Regions from separate parts of the Mus musculus genome. Here region 1 is linked to region 2. A link is a contact called in public Hi-C data. All regions are on one chromosome and are shown on one strand. The core of a region is the stretch at or near the end of the contact, and the rest is flanking DNA. Distances in the headings are between cores, read along the strand shown. Region 1 holds the start of Gas2l3 (growth arrest-specific 2 like 3). Region 2 holds the start of Chpt1 (choline phosphotransferase 1).

Region 1 (5,062 bases), core at 2,440-4,939, 940 kb before region 2:
AGATTAAACATTTCCTTTTTGAGTTTCTCTGACATGAGTTTGAAGATTTTTAATTTTTTTTTCTATTTCACGAAAGTAAATGTGATGGAAACTGGGTGATCCTTGGATGACAAGCCAATTGGAGAAATCATGGTTCTATAAGCACTTGTTAACATCTGTGACATTTATAAATGAAGCAGGGGACTGGAGAGTACATCTTCATGCTGCTGTTCTTGCTGTGTGATTTCTTTAAATCTCTGTTCAGATATAGATGGTATTGTCTCCTGGAGTTCCAGCATTACTAGATGTTTGCCAGCTTTAAACAAACAGCCATTTTTTCACAGTTCTGAGGGCCAGAAATCTAAAATCAAGGTTCCAGCAGAGCCAAGCTCCCTGCAAAGATTCTATGAATACCTCCTCTTGAATCTCCTGGATTTATAGGAGCTCTTGGCATTCCTTGGTTTGGAAACGCATAATGCTAACCTCTGTTCCTTTCCTGTCCTACTGTGTGCGCACATGCCTCTGTGTGTGTGTGTGTGTTTCTGTCTAATAAACTCTAATCAGATTTGGGGAAAAAGCCTACTTCCAAATAAAGTCATATTTTGAGGGCCCAGTGGAGATGAGTTGGGGTGTACAATACTTAACTCAGTACATAGATATTAGCCACGGCTATTGTTATAAGATCATACTGTTATAAGATCATATAACATACTTATTAACATAAATAGGTAGCATTCTTACAGTAGCACAAAGGTCAGTATTGTTTTTAGTGTATTTGGATATCAGTTGACCACCTGCTGATGGTGTGATTTAATTGTGACCAGGTCAAGATGTCTATCACCCTGGCATTTCACTTATTACTCCACACAATGCACAATCCATGGCTGACAATAATGTCAGAGCAAAATTAAAACCGGTTCCAAAATGCTGAAATAAAAACCAAAGGTCCGAAAACCAATTCAAAGTGAAGTGAAAACCAACCACGGTGTATTTTAAGGAACCAAAGCATCTTTGTAGGTCTGTAGTGAGATCACACACCTGACTTCAAGGACAACTGGATTTTTGGAGGATCCTCTGTATTTGAAAAAGCTTTTTAGCCAGACAAATAACTTCCCGATGTAATGTAATTTAAACACTGAGGCTTCCAAACATGGTGCTCCCTGAAGTGGGACATACTTTCGAAATTGGGAAGTCAGAATGAATACAGTGTCATCTGATGGAAGGGAACTGGTGGCCCCTCTGTACCCCCCACATTACAACTATGCCAATTTCAATTAAAGAAACAACCTCTGAAACATGGCTATTAACCTAACCACCAATTAGAAAGCCTACACATGAAAGTAGATTATAGCTTATTCGATGGAACCCTCAATTACTAATTGCAGTGCTAAGATCAAGGTAGGTGAGCTGGCCAGTGTGCTTAGGGGATGGGGTAATAATTAAGAACAAATCTAAACGCGAAGTTGTGAATGAAACAAGCGAAGGCAAACTTTAAGGGAAGTGAGAGAGAAGCAGGTTAAATCGAAGGACCTAGAGGGGGTTCATCATCTAAATTGCACGGAGGGATACAGGCTGAGAGGACTACACAGATTTCCAGCTTCTGGAACATTCCCAACAGCACTGTTCTATGTCACCAAATAGACAGAGGAGTGAGAACAAAGCAGGCCTTAAAGTAGATGCTGCAAGGTTTCAGTAAGTGACTTAAAAATGTTAAGAGCTGTGTGTGGAGGGAGACTACATTTCCATGAGCACAGTTTCCGTTTTAAATAAATGGTGTTCAAATATTTAGGCACAAGGCATACACGTAAGAAAAAATCATAAGGACCATTGCTAAGCAGTGACTCATCAAATAAGAGTTATATAGCACAACTTATTACTAATCAAAATTTTTGTGGTGCTAGGGACTTAGACACAGTTGTTCTTAAAGTTTTACAGGGAAGTGCACATATTTTGATATCTAATTTAAAGCATCAAAATCTGGCTAAATGAGGAGGCATATAAATAGCCCCATGGTTTTAAATAAGAAATATTGGGAAACACAGGGCGATTTTAACAGACTCTGTGAATTTCTGCTGCTGTTGCAGTCGGCAAAGAGATCTCAGATGGACTGCAATTAGGAAACAAAAAACCAGGAACAACTACAGGCTGATATCATCAAGTCCATTGATCAATTTTTAATGATGGCCTTCTCCACTTGGAATCCCGGGAGAGCAGGATCCCTGGTGCTTAGGATAGGGCCTGCCGCAGAGCATCTCTAATCCTTATCTTCTGCTTAGATGGATTGAAGTAGCTCCAGCCAGCTCAGCTGTTATCGGGACATCTTTAGCTCTACGATTATCTTGAACTTCAAACTTAATACACCCAGCGAAAATGAACACTGGTCCTCTACCACAGCTTGTTTTTCCTGTATTCCTAAGACTAGTGCCACCACATAATAACCAAGGCCAGATAAATCACCCTCTTAGTTCTTCCAGATACTTCCTTCATACCCGCCTTCTGAGCTACTTTAGGGAGTTGTCATTTTAGGTTGCTTTTTGTTTGTTTGTTTGTTTTAATGACAAACTATTCTGTTCCTTTCTTCAAAAATCTTTGAAAGTGAACACACCCCCCCCTCCCTAAAATGAAAACCCCACAAATGAATTTCCTTGTTCTTTATATCCTTGTAATTATCTCACAGGCCTGCACCAGGACTGCATCTACATCCCTCAGTATCTATCAGGCCTACCTTCATACACACATACTTTCAGACTGCTCTGTCTCTCCAGGTCCAAACTTAGGTTATGCAAAACGATTCCTTCCAGAACGTTCCATGTGCCTCCCGGGTCCTGCATTTGCTGTTACTCCTGCCTAGGAATCAATCGTTCATAGCAATGACTTCCTCTGGCAGATTCCTGTTGTTCCTTCAATATCTAGTCATTTCCAAACCTCTGACCATCACCCTGTTTCACAGACTCCCCATTCCATGCCCCTCAGCCCTTTGAAAACTGAGATTGTTTTGTTCCCTATGAAAGCTGTATTGTTTTTGTGAGAGACCAGGTTTCAGTTCAATGCCCACAATTTAGAGATGGAGAAGCCTGCACATTCGAGGTGTCAAGACTTAAAAGGAACAGAAGCCGCAGGAATCTAAGAACTTGGGCCAGAACACAGAACCTCCAGGCTTTTAGCCAGTAAGATCAGCCCACATCAAAAAGCCACTTTTGAAGTTAACTCACATCTATCACTACAGTGTAACAATCACATGGCTACATTGTTACTTTGACATCCAACTCCCCTTTCCCCCACGTTTCCTGAAGGAAGAGCCAACATCCTCTTTTGGCTTCCAGGGGTGACTGCAGGGTTTTTCTCTCTCTTTCACAGTGAGGGGCCTGGGGTGGGCTCTGTCTGAAAGACTTCTGCTTTGGACGGGTCCCTGCTGGGTTGGTTTGTGTTTCTGGAAACCTCAGTGCCCCTCCGGATGGATGTAAGCAGATTTTAGGGTTGGAAGGAGCTCAAAGTCCTGGGAAGAGCAACATTCCAGGGCGCTCTGAAGCAGCCTTGAGAGGCGGGCTTCACACACTCTCCTGAACGACGGGACAAATAGGAGGGGTTGTCACTGCCACTGATAGAGACTGGACTGGAAAAGGTCGCTACGAATTCTTCGTGCGGTAGAAAGTCTCCGGAGGCGTGGCGCCCAGACCACGCCTCCGGTTCTGATTGGCTCCTTCGAAACAGGCGGCCGCGCTGGGCGACGAACTGCGGCGGCGGCGGCGGTTGGTTGCAGGCTTGCTGGCACGCACAGATTGAGCCCGAGTCGCCCGGAGAAGTGATCTCGCTCCCGGGCTGGTGAGTGACTTCCCTCTTGGATTTCTCTTTTCCTCCCTAACTTTCCGTTGCCTGTCCTGCGGCATCTTTGCTGCGCCTCAGCACGGACTCCCCACCCCCACCTCCCCAGTCTATAGCGTCCCGGTGGAGTTCAGGTGGGCTACAGAGCTGCAGGATTCCCTAGAACTCTGCGATTGGCTGACTGAGGGAGCCGCCTGCTATGATTGGCTCTTGGGGCTGTCACGGTGACGTTCAGCTCACCTTCCGACACCTGCCCGCTCTGGTGGGTAAGAGGGGCTATAAGTGTGAGCTCGGGAGCGGGAGGGGCGCGAGGTAGAGCCGCGACCTGTCCTGCTCTGAGACACAAACTAGTGCATGGTAGCCGGTCACCCTGCTGCCCAGCGCCCAGCCAGAAAGGTCACTTGATTCTTCTTCATCATCATCCTCAGAAAGGAAGGGATATAATCATTGGCCCAGGACAGACTCCTACTCATGATCACGCTGCTGTTTTGCCCCGTGATAGGCACTACAGACTCTTCCTTATTTCGCTTCTGCAGGGCTCAGATCTCCCAGACTTAACGGAATTAGGGAACATTAGTGGAGCCCTTGCACAACGCTCTCCCACCCACACCCCTGGGTTTGGAGAACTGAATTGGGGGAGGCTTGCAGAATGCCCTGGGAGGCGGAGGAACCATTTGAAGAGCTTGCATCCCCATGCATATCCCCCACCCCCACCCCACCCCAACCTCGTTCCATCCTGTCTCCTTTAAACCTAGGGGCCGAGTCGATCACATTAGAGTGCTCTGTAGTCTTTCTTTAAAACGAAGGAACGTGTTTTTCTGCGGGTCCAGTCTAGGTCAGAGTTTGGGTTTTGCTTAGCCCATGTGAGGTCGTTAATGACTACCCTTAGATAAGTAGTTCTGAATGGCTGTGGGCTCACTTCTCTTGAGCTTACACAGAATGATTGAAAATTGGGATTTCCCCACACCTTTAATTCCCTTCAGGAGGAAACTAGTAAGAATATTCTGGTGTAGATTCTGACGTGGTGCTGCATCTGACTCATCAGTTTTTAAAACTTACTATGGTCAGCTGACACTGCTTTCTAGCTGTCTGCTGCCATGACATTGGAGACGCTGGGCAGAGTTCCTTACCTCAGGCATGTTTTTCACCTTCCTGTTGAGAAAGTAAAGTGTACAACATGTTTTACTGTCTTTCAGTAGTTGTTCATGTTTGGATCAGGTACACCTTTTACACACCTAATAAGGATGTATTGAGAGAATGG
Region 2 (4,902 bases), core at 1,227-3,726:
AAGAGCCAGAGAGCAGGGAGGACTGGATAAAAGAGTCATGGGAAGGACATGACAACTCTGACTCATGAACTCACAGCAGCCGTGGTTGCCTCCATAAGACGAGCCCAAAATCAAGCCAGCTACCATTCTAGAATGGAGGAAGAAAGGGTTCCCTGTTCCCCATCTCTGAGGAGCTAGGGACAGCTGAAGGCTTCAAGGAGAGGGAGAACCCACTTTGCTTTCTTTAAGGAGTCAGCTGACCAGGAGTCACCGGATCGAGTACTCGCCATGCTTCCTTCCACATGCAGGACAAATTCAATTCATAAACTGGACTTGATGGGTTACAAAAACCAATAATAATAAAGAGGATATGAAGACAGGGAGGTTAGGAGATAGGGGTGGGAGGAATTAGGGAGAGGAACAGGGATTAATATGATCAAAGTATATTGTATGAGATTTTCAAGGAATTAATAAAATAGTATCTTTTTTAAATGGTGTATAAAAATATCAGAACACATGCATGGCTCTCTAACATCCACTCCCTCACTTTTCAACAGTAGTAGAAATTAGTCGACCAGCCATTGGCCAGATAAGGGCTTCATTTAGCTCTCCTTGCAAATAGGTGTCACACTCACATGACAGGGTTCTGTCAGAAATGAGGAATGAAACTTTGGATCACAGCCTCAAAGCCAGGAAGTTCAGCCCCCCTGCCTCCCCCTCCTCCTAGTTGTTTGGGAATTGTGGTCACCTGTTTTGGGTCAGGACAAGAACAATACCCTGAAGGCAGCAGACAAGGAAATGGAAGAAACCAGTGTCTCTCACACACTGAGGGTTTGCAGCAGCTCTCAATGATCTACCCAGACACGATGCTTGGGCAAAACGAACTTCTGTCTCATTCAAGCCTTGTACTTGACCTAGAAGTAGCCTAAAGCAATCGTCGATACCTTCTGAGCATGCTGTATGCCCCTTTACAACAGCATGGCATTGGAAGAGGTCAAGTGTAATTGCTTGTAATCAGAGCTACTTAGGAGGCAGAGGCAATTAGTTCAAGGACAGTCTAGGCTGCGTAGCAGGATTCTGTCTCAAAATCAAAGCAAACAAAGGACTGAAGATAAAGCTTAGCAGGGCCCAGCAAGGTGCTTAGTTCAAAGTCCAGGAGCAAGATAAAGTACTAGGAATCTATAATGTAAGTGTTACCAATCCCCTGCCCCCCCCCCCCCCCCCCGCCTCTGACTGGAAAGTGCTGGGATAAAGGCCTGCAGTACCATCACCCAGCTATTTTATTTTATTTTATTTTATTTTATTTTATTTTATTTTATTTTATTTTTGGTAAGAGGCCAGGTAATGAATATTCAAGACTTTGTAAGTCATCTTGTGCTATACAACTCCTCACCTCTGTGGGAAGAAACACAGCTATAGTCACAGAACTGAGATTTAAATTATATCAATTCTAACATCATAAACTTTATTCTTTGTTTTTTTTCCCAGTAATTAAAAAATGTAAGACGCATACTTCTGTAGTGTGCTGTGAGAATGAGATGGAAGGCCTGTCTTTTGAGCCAAAAGTTGCTAACCGTTCCTCAAAATAGGTGAGGAAGAGTGTATCCCATGACCTCTGTTGCTTAATCCAAGAAAGCAGAAAGTAGTTTCCAGCTTGTCTGATGTGTTAGAAAGGTGCATACAGATCAGACCCACTACGTCTAGATCAAGTGGGCAGCCTATGTCTGGTTAGGCAATAGAACATGCTTATGACAGCCCCCAGTCCAAATGGGTGCATTGTGAAGTAAGGAGCTGGTGACCTTCCATTATGTGGCAATCGGCCTTCTCCACTGAAGAAACTGTGAAACTGGCTAAGAATTTTCTCTGCTCCAAGGAAGGAGTGTCAAGTGGTCTGAAAAAACAGGCATTTGAGTTTCAAACATTCAGTTTCCCTTTGACGACAATATTTCTAAGATCTGGGGGTTTTGTTTGTTTGTTTTAAAACCTTGCCGTCTGATCCCGCAGTGAGGGGTAACTAAGTTAATATGCGGAGGGGCCTTTGTATATTCCCATGGTGCTTGAGTACTTTCTGATCAGTACATACATGGTGACCACTCCAGGTTTCAGTAGGCGACATTTTCTTGACTAATAAGAGGCCGGGGCATAGACACACAAGTCAGAGTTGTTCCTACCACTCAGTAGAAAAAAACCAGCTCAACCAGGATCCAGGCTAGCCAAGCGTCGTCACGGAAACCTGAGCAAAGGCTGGAGAGGAGGGCGAACCCTTGAGCCCCAATAGAAAAGTCACAGCGGCAGGGCCAGAGCTGCCCTCGACCTGAGTCTGAAAGCGCAGGCTGCTTGACCCCTCCCGGGGCGTCCAGAGCCAAGCTCACTGAGGCCCCGCCCCGGTCCCGCCCCCAGCCTCGCCACCGCCCGCGAGCTCGCTGAGGCCCCACCCCCCCGTGGCCCGGCCTTGCCCCGCCCCCGAGGCCCGGCCCCGCCCCCGCGGCCCGCTGCTAAGTGAGTCCCACCGGCGGAGCTGGCCCGGGCGCTGTGCCCTCGCTCGGCTCTCTCCGCCCCCCGCGCGGGCCGCGGGCTGCGCCGGGTCGCGGCGGGCCCCGCAGGCAGCCATGGCGGCGGGCGCCGGGGCCAGGCCGGCGCCGCGCTGGGTAAAGGCGCTAGGTGAGCCGCTCAGTGCCGCGCAGCTGCGGCGGCTGGAGGAGCACCGCTACACCGCGGTGGGAGAGTCGCTGTTCGAGCCGCCGCTGCAGCTTTACTGGACCTGGCTGCTCCAATGGATCCCGCTCTGGATGGCCCCCAACACCATCACCCTCATCGGCCTCGCCATCAACCTGGTCACCACACTAGTGCTCATCTTCTACTGCCCTACAGTCACGGAGGAGGTAGGGCTGGCCGCCCGATGGTACTGTTCCCTGGAGCCCCCCTTGGGCCTCCTTCGGAGACGGCTCCACTATAGGCGTCAGTGGAGCGGGGAGACCCTGCGTAGCGGAGCATCCTCTAGGTCTCCCTCTAGGAGGGAGGTGCGGACGCGACCAGATTGCTGTCCCCTGGCAGTATTCATTTTCAGCCTCCCCGGGGCTCCTAGAGACTGTCGCACCACTACCCCAATCCTGTGACCATTCTGAGCTTCTCTGGGGGGCAGGGGCGCTGTCAAGGTCACTTACTGCCCCAGCCCTGTCTGCCAATCTCATCCCTGGGGCCATGGGACCACCAGCCCATATTTCGCACACTGGAGATTAAATACCTACATCTCCATGCTAGCAGGACTTGTGGATGGGTTAGGTAAGGCCAAGTGCCCTTTAGCACTTTATAATTCTGTTTCTCAAAGGTGGTGCCTAGCGATCCTGAAATTACTGGTAGCACTGATCGAAGATAAGTTATTTCTGGATAAGATAAGAAACTTCCTCGTTGCTTCCTTGGCTTTTTCATGAAAAACAAACAGGATGTAGGTGACAGTCTTTACAATTATCTAGACTTTGAGATTATAAATACCAACATATTTTATTAGTTGTAATTATATCCAACCTAAGTCTAAAGTAAGAATATTAACATGGGCTTTAGACAGTGGTGGTCAGAAGTGGTTCATTGGGCTGAGTATAGAGAGCATAAAAACAAGGGAGAGTGTCTTGAAACACTATATAGGATAACATTGCAGATTCCATGGCATTACTTTCTTTACGCTCCCTCTGTAATTACGTGTAAATATAGATCGTGCACAAACTCGAGAGTCGAGGTTGGATACCAGGAATACAATAGAAATAGCTCATGTTCTGCATCCATGCAAACACTTCTTTTTAAGGGCTTAGTGGAGCCTGCCCTTTAAAACATCTTGCCTGCCAACAACTGTGTTTGTCACGTGTACCTCCACTGTCACTTGTTTTCATGTGATTTAAAACACTAAGCTGTTTGGGGTTTCACTGGTTCCCGAACCCCCTGAAGCTCACTGTATCAGGATGGAAGCATGGCAGGCCTGCAAGTGAAGGATTTGACTCCCCATCATCCGCCACCATGGCAGACCTAACCGATCTGTTTTGAAAATAGAAATAATGCCTGCCAGGCCAATTTTACAGGGCAGCTGTGAGGACTGAAGGATACATGCAGATAATTGTAGGGCCCTGCCCTTTACTCAACAAAGTAAAACTCTCTCAACCTATTAAAAATACACAGTTGGTAAACAGTGTTGTGACGCAAGCATAGTAAAATTTAGCTTTGATTTGGGCTTAGATTTGGCTAACAGTCTGGGTGTTTCTGGCATTAGCCAATTAAGCTGTCAGCATGGATGTCATTCACCATTCATTTGTGGACGGAGCACTTAGGAGAACGAACGGATAAACAAGGCCTAAGGCCCTAGGGTGGAAGGGGACTTGTGGATGAGATAAATTTGTGATTATCTTATAGGATTAGACTCATTTTTCAAAGAGGATGTGATAGGCCCTGAGAGATCACTTAAGCCAGAGCGGCCCAGGTAAAAGGGCTAAGGGGTAGATGGAAGATAACTATGCGAGTTTGTAAAGTGCATGTCACTGGATCCTGTATTTGCCTCTAAGTAGCCTGAGTAAGAAGAGGAACAACATTGTAGGATCCACATAAGATGTAGCTACGAACGTGTTCTAAGACTAGTTTCTGGCTATTTTGCTTTAATAAGTGACATGGGTCGATAAAATTCAGATCCAAGTTGATCCAACTGTGAAGGATACATTCTTTTTGTTGGATTTGTGGCATGTCTGAAAACACTGGCGTTTGATATGATGCAAGTATGTATGTGAAGGGCGTTCACATTTGTTGTGGGTTTTACCCTTATCAACCTGAGGAGGTCGGTGAGTTTTCCCTTCCTTGGGTGGCCTTCCTGCAGTCTTGGAATTCCTTCTCGCCAGCCTGAAGTAACAGCTGCATATTTTCATAAGAGGAGACTGAAGTCCTCCG

Evidence for each region. Hi-C and Micro-C count contacts between places; a contact is called where the count stands out from the background.
Region 1: a contact with region 2 is called in a Hi-C map of uterus, with 2.5 times the contacts expected there. The contact joins the promoter of Gas2l3 here to the promoter of Chpt1 in region 2. A contact is called at or near these places in 1 of 39 promoter capture datasets (pre-B cells) and 2 of 484 Hi-C or Micro-C datasets (CD4 T cells and uterus).

Annotation. Positions count from the first base shown.
Region 1 is chr10:89,442,594-89,447,655 of GRCm38.p6, reverse strand. Gas2l3 (growth arrest-specific 2 like 3) reads left to right here and starts at 3,689. Exons shown (of 11, transcript NM_001033331.2): 1 at 3,689-3,801.
Region 2 is chr10:88,501,544-88,506,445 of GRCm38.p6, reverse strand. Chpt1 (choline phosphotransferase 1) reads left to right here and starts at 2,476. Exons shown (of 8, transcript NM_144807.3): 1 at 2,476-2,861. The coding sequence starts at 2,589.